Regions from separate parts of the Mus musculus genome. Here region 1 is linked to region 2. Evidence: chromatin contacts called from public HiChIP or PLAC-seq data. All regions are on one chromosome and are shown on one strand. Each heading gives the region's core, a stretch centred on a gene start, on an enhancer-like site or on the middle of the called end of the contact. The rest is flanking DNA. Distances are from core to core; before and after follow the strand shown. Region 1 overlaps Adgrl3 (adhesion G protein-coupled receptor L3). Region 2 holds the start of Adgrl3 (adhesion G protein-coupled receptor L3).

Region 1 (5,817 bases), core at 902-3,401, 200 kb before region 2:
GGTGTTTACAACAGAACGTGTCTTTAACATTTGAGTTCCAGGTTTACAAAGAATCCTTTCATTTATTTATTCCATCATTTATGCATTCATTTCCCAGGGAATTCATTTGGACATTTGTACAGCTCATATGCTTATACTTATTGCTTCAGAGGTGTGCATCTGTTAAATTAATGGTTATAGACGGGCAGGGCACATGAGCTAATCTGGTCTCCTCCATCTCTAGAGATCGAATTTCTTGCTGTTTTCAGATTCTTCAAGTGGTTATAACATGTCAAAGAGCTATTCTAGTGGCTTGTTGAAAGGAAAAATGAAAATCAATGTTAACTGAAAACTGATTTTCACTAGTCCTTTCTCTCTTGCTCCTTGTATACATCATCAAGATGTTATGAGTAAAGAAGATGAGGTTACTGTAAGGTTTGAAGCTGCAATGCTTTCAGGAAAGGAAACTGACAGACTAACTTTATGATTGTGGTATTGCACTTTCAGACTTTAGTCAAATCCTAAAGGACACAGATGATTTTCTCATAGATTTTTAAGAAAAGAGGTTTATATATACTAAGGGCTTATATACTTCTGTATAATAAAGGATACATAGAAAGATATTCTCAGAAGCCATATTACCTGAGTATAATTCTTTAATGTACACTTTTCAATGTCTTTCCTTTTGCTTCTAGATAGAAAACAGTAGCCCAATTTGTCTGTACTACTAATTCTTCGATATTTTAAAAATATTTATTTATGTATGTATATGAGTACACTGTCTGCATGTCTGCTTACCAGACAAGGATATCAGATTGTATTATTGATGATTGAACCACCAAGTGGGTTTTTTGAATTGAACTCGGGACCTATGTAAGAACAGTCAGCACTCTTAACCACTGAGCCATCTCCCCCACCCCAAGTTTTTAGAATTTTAATAAAACCTCATAAAGTTTCATTGTATCTGAATTAGACAATTGACTCCAAACCATTGAAGCTAAAACACAGTAGCCTTGTTGAATTACATATATAATTATTTATCTTACTCGGAATGCCACAGGAATGCCATAAAGTCTACGTGAATCAGGCTAAAAGAATTGTAATCACAATATTTAATTAAAAAATGTTGAATTTGAACCTTAGTTGGAATATAAAACCATTCACTTGCTTTTATGACAGTTGGAACCACAGAATGATTTGTGGCTTGTGGCACCCAGATATTAGCAGAAGGAAATGCCAATGACATCACTGGGCCATTAAAGCAGATAAGTTCACCTATAAAAGAACAATACTAACAGTGTTTTATATTTTTGCTAACCTGGCATGCTGAATAAGCTGTGCTGAATATTTTCTTTTATATAAATACATCATTAGCTATACTATTTCTACCACTTGTCCCTACTTATATGAATGTTTTTCCAATATTTAATAATGCCAAATATCTAAGCACATTATTCATTGTGTTGTAACTTAATAAAAAGAAAAAGTTAAAACTATACAAATACAAATTCAAAAACGTTTTCTTTCTAAAAATCAAGAGTGAATTATCATCTATTAGTAAAGTAAGAGCAAAAACAATTAAAACAATACAAAGAAAGAATAAACTTTGTATGTTAACCAAGGAAAACTTATCTATGAAAAAGCATCTTCATTGTCTCCCTTTTCAATACATTTTTGCCTTTTAAACACATTGCAAAGCAATGTTAGAGCATAACGTACCTCAAACTGAATACAGTAAGAATCAGGATGTTTGACCCAGTGGAGGTAAATACTCAGGTTATTCTCTGAGTTGGGGTCACAGGTCACGCTAGGAACTCTAGCACAATTGCTAGAGGATACAGTGTTCACACAGCATCGTGACCTCAGCTTAAAGGCAAAGCTTGCCTTCCTCACTTCATCTCCGTGACTTTGCACAGAATCTGCATTTTTCCATTTCTCACTTATTTCAGGAGAAGCAAACAAAATCTGTTCTCAGGGTTGATACATATAGAAAATTAAATACAGCAATTTTATATGCAAATAGCAGGTGTTCGGGGCCCTCTCAATCAGTGCTAACTATTTTCATTGTGGCTGTTTTTACAATTTCATTGACTGACTCTATAAACTGTTGAGAGCTGCTTACTCCTCGAAATATTTCTGACGTCTTTCAAACACATTTAGATGAGCAACACAAAATATAATTACAACCATAAGCCACATCTGGCAAGCGTATCAGGTTTGCGTAGGGCTCTAGTGACTACCAGATGTTGAATCACATACATCAAAATGCATGTTTTCTTCTGTGGTGGATGACCACTATGCGGAGGAACAGTGCTAATTATTCAGAAATTTAGCATTTAGCAATGTGAAAAGCCAAAGTTTTACATTCACTGCAAAGATGCTTTTAACAGAGGACCAACAATATCAGGATTAAGATCTATGACTCCAAATCTTAATTTGTCCCTGTATCATGTTTATCTGTTTGGTTTTCTTAATCTACATCTCATCATTTTAATACTATATAATCTTCAGTTTTTAGTTTCATCTCAGAACCAAAAGAGATTAAACTCGGCTGAAATAAATGAAGTATAATTTAATATTGGCTGTAGCTTAGCAGACAGCTTTCACGCCGTAGGAAAACAAAGTAACTTTGAAAGGCATTATTGTCATCATGAATTTCGGACTGGATAAACCCATTTGTATATTAATGTATGTATCTGCATTATCTAGTTCCCATGCCGAGGTTCCCAGCATGAAGGGTTGACAAATACCTTTAATATAATAATGTTTATCACAGATATTAACAAGAAAGGCACACAATTTCCCCAATACTAATTACAATGAAGGTTGAGTATTGACACACAAAAGGCACTGAAAAGAAATCACGAAAACCCACAAAGCTTCATAGCTCCTGACTTGCCAGAAATATGCATTCACTATAAAAAAATAATGGCCCCTTTCAATTAAGACTTTGTTTGTAATGCTTCAGGCTGAGCAAGGAGCACAAACTCCAAAACATCTGGATGGGAGGACTTCCGAAAGGGATGGGTTGTGTGATGGAGACAGCTGTGGAGCAGGGGAAAGTGTGAACGTGATAAAATACGTGTGTCAAATTCCTAAAAAATAACATTTTTTTTCAAATATTAATTTTCCATGTATTTTCACGGATGTCAGCAGGTGCTACAAATACTTTCACAGGTACAAATACATACCTAGGAAAGGGTTTAGCAATGAATTTCTGGTTAAGTGTACCCAACAAAAAAGTCCTCATCCCAATTTTATTTATATCCGGTTGACTAAACGTATCCTACCATTTTCTCTGATAGCCTTACATTTATATTGACTACATTTAAAGTATGAGTACACTTTAATCTGATCAGAAACCCCCCAAAAAACAGTTTATTTTAGTTTTGTAATTAAAACCGTAATTTAATTATTATTCTAATAGTTTGCACTTGATCTTTAAAGTCACTATTTTTTCCCCTTTTCGATGATACTATAAGGCATGTTTTCAAAAGGACAAAAAGTGACATGGTGTTGATTGTACTAAACTACTCATAGGATTTGGCTTCAACAGAGCACACATAAAACATTCACATATTATTGACTTTTCCCCTTCTCAGCTGGAGTACTTAGAGAGGCATCTCTGCAATAACAAACATTAAAATACAACGAACTGTAACGTGGCATGGTTCTGTGCTTTTCCTCAGTAGATTACTTGAAGGTGAACAGAGTAGGGTTCACTGACCTTGGACTTAGTCCTGATTTCTTCAGACCAAGTTTAAGTTACACTGAGAATAAAAGCAATCTATTCATCTTCAAGTAACTAACAGCCCAGGATTACAGAAAGATGCTCTCTAAAGGGAAATGGTTTTTTGTTTTTGTTTTTGTTTTTTTTCACAACCATTTTGCATTTTGCAGAAGGAACCTCATGAGTGTCCAGGTCGGGCTCTGAGCCTGTAGAGAAGAGTGAGTTTTCTCTTATTTTATGGCGCACAAATATAATATTCCTTAATATAATAGTGGTCTCAGGAGTATTTCTTTCCTTGGAAACGTTATTTTGGCTTAAAATTACACATTAATTAGTGCTGTAAATTGAGTCATGTCTATACCATGAATGAACTGTAAATATCCTAACACTAGAAACTGTGACCTATGTTATGTTCACAGAGAAAGAGTAAAGTTTTGCACAGAGTAGCTTTTGTGGATGAAATCGAGTACCCTGAATACTTCTACGTTGTAGCTCCAATCCCCACTGGGCCTGAAGGTGTAGACAGAGCTTCTGTGGGAAAAGTTAAAGTTCAATGATGTTACTGTTCATACAAATAAAATCCTTCTCTCCATACTACTTCATTTTTGGATACTTCTAATCACCAAAAGCATAAGGTTTATACTAACACAATCAAGTCTCCAAATCTCCCATCTAACAACTGGCCATGCTACAGTTCAGTGAAAATATGACCCACTTTCTAACCTTAGAGCGCATTCCTCCGTTAAGGTGTCCATCATGCAGAGTTGTCCCTTACCCAAGCAAACTTCAAATTCCAGGCAAAGGTCTGAGATGTCATTTATGCCTCTGATTGAACAGGCACATGGCAGAAGTTTCCTTTATCACCCTCCTTAGGTTCAAAGACCTTGTTGAACAACACTCAGAAAAACACTTGATAGAAAGCTGATTCAAAGTTGCATAGTTAGTTGAGTTTTATGACAAAAACACACAAATCAAACACACACAGACACACATTTGCACAAATATGCATACTTCTGAGTGCAGGCACTTGAGTACATATGCACACAGATCCATTAAGCAAAGAAGTCATGAGCACCAAATGCTATCTGCACCGACCGCTCTCTCAGCATCAGCATATGTTAACTGAATTAGAAGCCCTTTGCACTCTGTCCTTTGGATTTTAATGGAAACTTTATTGTACTGAAATGGCTGATTAAGTAATTGGTAATTGGTGATCAAGTCAATTTTCCAAATCTCCTCCTTCGGAGACTGAGAAGTCAGACCAAGCATCTCCCAGACAATTAATCACACATTTAGGTGTCCAGGCAGCCAGAGTCTAAGCTGAGGGTTTCTAGAAGCCCGAGGTCCTCGGGAATGTCAGGCACAGAACAGAAGGTAAACTGCATATTTTCACTTAAAGATCAGCATTTTGAGAACTCATGTTGGAAAATTGGGGGGAGAAGTAAAATGGACACTGTTTATCTTGTCATAGGGTGAAGCCTTATAAGATGGGTGTTTTTATACAAAAAGGACAAGGCAGCTTTCTAAAAATATGTGCACACTAACGGAGTAAAGGCCATGTGAGGACAGAGGCGGCAGCTGCATTCACATCAAGAAAAGAGTCCTCACCAAGGACTGAATCAGCTGAAACTTGGGCTGTCGACCTTCCAGAACGCTTAGAAAAATAGTTTTCGATTACTTAGCCACCAAGATGGTATTTTGGGATGACCAAAGTTGATTGAGATATTTGGCTAACACCTTTGTGACAGGGATCACTCCCCTCCCTCTCCTCCCCCTCCCCTCCCCCTGCAAATTAATGTTGGAGTAAGAGAAAGACCAGGAAGAAGAACCTTCCCCACCATTATTCCTTTGGTTTCAGTGAAGAGACGTAACCTTTCTAAGAAATGGATTTAAGAAAATACGGTGACAGAGCAAGCTTACTTATTCTCTTATCTCTGTGTAGAAAAATACACAAACCCAGTGTATTTTCTCCTATTTTCAGAGAAGCGTCATGCTACCTAGCGATATCAGTATCCTGGTATGGTTGAAACGACTTACATCCTGAATGGAACACGGCTGAGATGTTACAACTTTAAAACGAAGCATCCCCTCTGTTGGTCATTTCATCA
Region 2 (6,465 bases), core at 2,547-5,046:
CACGATTCCCTCAAGGGGTGTGGGAGGAGGGCTCTGAAAACTGCAAGGGGAATATTATTAAGGAAATGATTTCAGAATGACCTTTCATTCATATTTTGAAGCAGGGCCCTCCGTGGGAAGCGTAATCTTCGTACTAAGCTACCGAAACTGAGACATCAAAAGCATTTTCCAAGCTGATAAATCACAGGCCGGCTTATCACTCCTCTGGCCAGGGATGCCTGATGCAGCCCAGCATCTCCATTTGAAGAAATCCAATAGTTCACGTAAACCTTGGTACTCATCGTGCCTCTTCCCTGAGTAAGGAAAAGAGCCCACTTGGCCGCACACTCCAGAGGGACAGATTACTGATTATTTAGTGAGAGACGAGTACAGAGTACAAAGGAATGGCATGCAAATGCTCTTGACATATTCACCTTTGCTTAAAGACAGCGCAACCAGTTGACAGAGGCAGGCCTAATGACATCAGGACCTGTGGAATGTATGACTGCTAGGAAACGGAACACATGCAGCTAGGAAACAGAACAGATCTGACGGGATCTTCTAGGATAAAGACTGTACATCACTGCCGTGAGAGCTGCCAAAAGTGGAGAGGAAGTAGTCTACAATCCTCAGACATGGTTCCACGTAAAGAAACTTTCACACAACACCCCCCCCCCCCCTGGCCGCAAGAAAGATCAGAAGGAAAAAAAAACATAGGAATCAAGATTCTATAATTCTAAGTGGTTTTAGAAGGGTCGTGGTCACGTATACTGTCTTCTATAAATATCTTTATCTCCTATAAATGTCTTAGAAAATATAATTTAATCAAAATTAGGCATGAGTGAATAATTCATTATACTGTACTTGTCCTTTGTGGTCAGAACCTTTAAAACTTACACTTAAATCAAAGTGTTTTCTTTCTTTTAAAGTAAACTAGAACCTAGCCATTTTGCACAGACATCAAAGTAGTCAGAAGTAATAGACGACTCAGTAGTGCAAAGTATTTTACTTATTGCATTTCAAAAAAAAAAGAGTTATCTTTCAAGCCTAAGTTTATTAAGAAGTGTTTATCTCTGCACATCTGTTACCCGTCCCTTCACTACTTAAAGGGAGAAAAACACAAAGCAAAACAGAAGAGAACTCGAAGCTAACAGGAAATTCAGCATAAACATCCTCCTGTTTCCTACACAAATGATCTGGTATCCTCTTTTGCGTGAGGCTGGAAAACAACGGGCAATTCTACATGTAATGTGCATACAGGTAAATTGGGCGCGAGAACTGCTGATCACTGAGTACATTATAGACTGAAAAATGAATTAGGGAGCTGCCTGACCTCTGTTATCTCATAGACAAATGCAGCTGACTGTCCAAATGCAAAAGCAAAAAAAAAAAAATTACTATAGTGGTTCCTTGCAGATTCTACGACACCATTCTCTAACTAGCGAAGACAGACCATATGACTCTAAAATTAGCAGACCTCCTATTTACTTCGGAGCAAAACACAGAAGGCATTTTTTCCCTTCCTGCCAGAATCTATGTGTCTCCTCATTTCCCCGGCAGCTGGCTGCAAGGATGTAAAATCAGAGGTGCAAGCAGCCTTACACTTCCTAATGAGTAAGCCACCCAGGAAAGTAAGCACAACAGCCACCAGCAGGTTCGGCTCTGAGGGAGACAGTGGCAAAGATGCTTACACTGTTGTTTACAATGTTCTCTAACTACTGCAGTCTGGGGCCATGGGAGCCTCAGGGAGGAGACACTCGGGAGGTGGCTCCCAAGCCTCCGGTTCTCCCAACTGCTCTCTCACTGGCTATCGATAAAAGCAACACACGTTTCTGTTCGGGCGAGGAATGTGGCCAGATCATTCCGGAGACCAAGGATTCTGTGGGGGCTATACTTGATTACCGCAAATCTGCGAGAGGCGACTGCTCTAGCAGGTCTAATCAAGGCCAATCTGGGATACGGTGGAGCGCTGCACCAGCAACTCCAAACATTGCACGCATCTCTAGGGGAGAGGGAACCTGCCGCCAGGCTTCCTCGCAACCCCACCGGGGGCCCTCTGGGCCTTCTCAAACCAGCTTTTCCAGCTAAGCAGATCCCAAGCGATTTCTATGAACAAGCTTGACCTAAGTAGCTTCAGCTCTCCTATCCCTGCACAGGTCTGCCCGCCACCCTAAGCGCACAGGATCCTAGACACACAGATACCACGCACGCCGACCACTGGTCAACTACCCTTCCAAACAGTGGGCTGCATTGCTGGATATCCCGCATGCCCAGCAGCCTCCTCTGGGCTAGAACCAGAGGCTGTCCAGTGCTGGTCCTCGCGCTCCACTTGAGCCCAGAGACTGCCCATCTCCCAAGAGAAGCACCCAGGTGCAAGCTCGCCTACCTGTAACCCGCCACCAGGGCCACCACTGCTCTGCCCACCGCACCCCGGCGCCGCGGACGCCCGACCCATTGAACATCCTCTCCACACTGGGTGCTCACTCCTGGCACAGCTCAACCCCGTGACACTCACGAAACTGACCAGCTTTCTCTAGCTAAATCGCTCAACAAAGCCTAGGCACTCAGGTCGAAATCAAACTGCCCGGCTGGAAGATACTCAAGAGAGATTTTTGGAGGCAACCCGATTCCACTTCTCAGGGGCGCGACCTGGGCAATCTCAGCCACCTTGGATGTTCCAAGGCAGGCGTCTAGGGAGGATCAACCAGGCTCACCACCACACATTCGCCATCACCCCGAACTGCGCTCCTCACCCGGTCCCTGTTCGTCCTCCAACCCGTTCCCACGTCCAGTGTTGCTCCAGACTAGCGGAGAAAAGGCGCCCCCTTGGCTGCTTTCTGCCCCTACTAAAGGACGGCATTGGGGTGACAGGGCAGGGAAAATGCGCGGGGTGGGATTCGTTCTTGTCACCCGGCGTGTGCGACTGACAGTGCGCTGGTTCTCTTCTCCTCTATATCTCCCTCTGGCACCTAATCGCCCAGTAGCTGATAAAACCTCGAACCCATGCCAAACCCCAGCGCCCACCAGCCAGGAGGCTCCCTTCCCGCCCCGCATCACGATCAGATGAGTGTGCGCATGAGGGCGAGTGTGCGAAGGCGAATGTGTGAGTGGAAGGGTGAGTGTACGTGAACCCCGCACCCCCTCGGTTGCCAGCCCATCGGATGCCGCCGCCTGCGCCCGACCAGGGCGACCACAATTATGAAGAGTGCAAAGAATAAATTACCTTTCGTAACCGCCGGTCCCTGAGATGGTCCCATCAGTTGCTCAACAACCTGCAACCCGGTGCAGTTTTCCACAATCCATCCATTGAGCCCCGGGGCACACACACACACAAAAAAAGAAGAAATAAAAAAAGAAGAAGAAAGAAAAAGAAAACAGAAAAAAGATGGACCTGTCCCACTGTAGACACCCCAGTCACACCAAGCAACGACTGATCAAACCGCAGAGACGACAGGAGGGTGGAGACCCCAGTCAAAGAAACAACAAAAAGTGTCTCTTTTCCTTTCTTCTTCTACACAGCCATGGAGAAAGGGGAAGCCGGGAAAGCCAATGCTAGTCTTCCTTTACGTTTCCTCGCTTCACACGCCCCAGGGGGGCAAAAGCGGAGCAAAGAGAAGGAGGGTTCAAATGTCTCTCTCAGGGCACAGTTGCACAACTTCGGAGTCAGGCTGTGTCTCTCGCTGCAGCCGGTGGACCCAAGCGGGAGCTATTAACATGCGGCAGTCATAACCAGAGCTGCTTTCCCTCCTCCTGCAGCCGCCGCCGCCGCCGCCGCCGCAAGAAAAGCAGCTGCTGAGGAGACCAAAAATCTTCCACCATCCCCCCCCCCGCAGCCGATCTTTATATCCAGTTCTCCCACCCCACCCCCCTTCTCTTTCTTTTTCTTCTTCTTCCTCGTCCTCCCCTTTCCGCCTCCGAGCGAGAGGGAGGGGATAGGTAGGGGCAGCGGCGAGGACCAGTAGTGGCTTCTCCGCCCAGTCCTCCTCGCCGTCCTCCTCCTGCTGCCCCCGAGGTGCTCCGGCAGCAGAGGGTCCGCTCTGCCGCCCGCAACCCGCTCCGAGAGCCCAGGCGCGAGCCGCGCAAACTCCTTGCCGGGTGCACGGCGTGGACGCGCGGGCAGAGCGGGCGCCGGGTCGCCGAGGGTTGCGTGCCTGCCGCGGGGGGCGAGCCCCGAGCTCCGGTGGTCGCCTATCAGCTCGCCGGCCAGGCCGGGTAGCTTCGGGCATGCGGGAGCTTCATCGCCCGGCCCGGGGTCTGAGCCGATGCCGTCACCGCCAACCTCCTCCTCGGCCGCCGGCTTCGGTCCTCTTTTTTTTTTTTTTTTAATTTTATTTAATTTTATTTTTTTCTCTTCTGGACTCCCCACCGGAGCCACTGAGGCTCGGGGCGCCCTCCAGACACGCACACGCTCTTCCCCTCGCGCGCACACACAGGGGCGAGCTCCTGCCCCAGCACACCGTGCAGCCCGCGCGCGCACACCCGGAGGGAGAAGACTGAGGCCAACGAAATAAATAAATAAATAAAAGAGAGAGCGAGAAGAAAGAAAGGGGAGGGGGGGGGGCGAGTCACAGGCGGTGGCGGCGGCAGCAGCAGCAGTAGCAGCTGCGGGAGCGGAGGCAGCGCGCAGTCCGCGAGATGCCAGCAGCGGCGGCGGCGGCAGCGGTGGCGGCGTCGCCCTCCTGGCCCGGCCGTGCCATCTGCATCCCCGCTCCTGGGAACTGGAGCGAGCGCTGCGGGCCGAGCGGGCGGAGGGGGCGGTCGCGCCCGCAGACAGGCAGCGTGAGCGCAGCGGCCAACGCAGCCGAGGCCCGAGTGAGCCTCTGGCGGGGTGACGGGGCGAGAGAGCTCCCAGGACCAGGGAGGGGGGCTCCAAGGCCGGGAAAGGGGCGGCCGGCAAAACCCGGATCTGGAGTCCGCGAGGGCTCCGCGGGCGCGGGCTCCACCTAGCCGCTCCGCAGAATCTTGGAGGTGGGAACCGTGGGGCGGCTAAGGGAGGCTTCCCTTGCAGGGTTTGTCAGACAAAGGGTATCTCTCTCCTGGATAGGAGCATCTCTCTCTCTCTCTCTCTCTCTCTCTCTCTCTCTCTCTCTCTCTCTCTCTCTCTCTCTCTCTCTCTCTTCTCTGCTCTCCATTTCCACTCATCTCTAGCCCCCCCCCCTCTCTCCACTCAATCTCTTCACTCTCCCTTCCTCCCTCCCGTTCTCCTCCTCCCCCACTCTTCTGCTCTAGGTGAATGAGGTACCAGGCTGGGAGTTCTGCCAGTGTCTTTTTTTTTTTTTTCAGGTGCAGATTACTCCACGTGTTCTTTATGCGGGTGCTGACTTCTAAAGCATTGCCTGCTTTGAGTCCATTTTATGTTTCTTGAAACTTACCTCAATGTACAAGTTCATTGCAAAATTGAAAGCACACCTTTCTACGAAAAGATAGGACCTAGAGACTCAATGATTTTGATTTCACTACAATAAAAATTACCATGAAGGATATAGAAAACTGTCTTGGTTCTATCTCCATGCCTTCTGCTGTGATAAAGTTTGCCCACGTGACCTTCATCAACTAATTGTACCTCTTTGGGATGCTTTTGTAAATGAAATTGTTAAAAAATGTCTTTCTTTCTTCCTTCCTTCCTCCCCCCCTCCCCCCCCCCGCTTCTCTCCTATAACATTTTATCGCTTCAAGGACTGTGGATGTAGTTTCTATATAAGCATAGTCTAGTGACTAGGATTTATTGTATGAAACCAACAGGTACATCACATTCCTATTCAGGTCTCCCAAGTTGAATGAGGCTGTATAGTGAGGCAGTATAGTGTCATAATGATCTCCTGGCCTGTGGGAATTTGCAAGTTGGAAACTACAACCCCAGCAGATCTGTAAAGCTAACCATCATCGTAATTATCTGATCATCCCTGACACAAGAATGAATTTCTTTCATTCTTCAAAGCTCAACTCACATGCCAGATTTTCTTTTTTTTCTTTTTATTTTTTTATTACGTATTTTCCTCAATTACATTTCCAATGCTATCCCAAAAGTCCCCCCTACCCTCCCCCCCCACCAGATTTTCTAAAGAACCCCTTTCTTAGCTATCCCAAGGTGAGAAAAAGCCTTTGTAACATATGGTATATGCTACACACACCATAGCCATTATCTTCTCTGCTACAGTTTGGATCCTAAGTATCCACCAAAGGACTTTATGTTAAAGGCTGGTCTCCAGCTACTGATGATTTTGTGGGGTAGTAGAATTTTTAAGAGGTTGGCTTGCTCTAAGGATGTTAGAACCTTGAAGATGGAACCTTGTAGAGGATCCAGGGACCTTCCCACCAAGTACCCTGTATCCCAGTCACGGAGGTGAACAGCTTTGTTTTGTTATACAATCAGAGGTATTGTTTTGTATCGTAAATATCAAAACAACAAAGACAATTAGGCTTAGACTGAGGCCTCCAAAACTGTAAGCCAAAATGAACGTTCCCTCCCATGAGGTTACTTTTATA

What was found. HiChIP or PLAC-seq counts read pairs in DNA pulled down with a chosen protein or histone mark.
Region 1: an H3K4me3 HiChIP or PLAC-seq map of craniofacial prominence shows a contact between it and region 2, with 2.8 times the contacts expected there. The contact joins the enhancer-like site here to the promoter of Adgrl3 in region 2. A contact is called at or near these places in 1 of 39 promoter capture datasets (hippocampal neurons), 1 of 484 Hi-C or Micro-C datasets (cortical neurons), 10 of 115 datasets of contacts at active chromatin or transcription factors (the NIH/3T3 cell line, a colorectal cancer cell line, craniofacial prominence and 5 more) and 2 of 9 other capture datasets (adipose tissue and pancreatic islet).

The regions. Positions count from the first base shown.
Region 1 is chr5:81,221,040-81,226,856 of GRCm38.p6, reverse strand. All of the region lies in intron 3 of Adgrl3 (adhesion G protein-coupled receptor L3), which reads right to left. Among named protein-coding and RNA genes, the nearest start is that of Adgrl3, 200 kb to the right of the region's middle. Within about 2 kb of position 2,151, at least 16 of the 459 cell types and tissues checked have an H3K27ac peak or open chromatin away from gene starts, as enhancers often do. A contact at or near this core is called in craniofacial prominence, where this site is marked.
Region 2 is chr5:81,018,083-81,024,547 of GRCm38.p6, reverse strand. Adgrl3 (adhesion G protein-coupled receptor L3) reads right to left here and starts at 3,796. Exons shown (of 27, transcript NM_001359828.1): 1 at 3,203-3,796.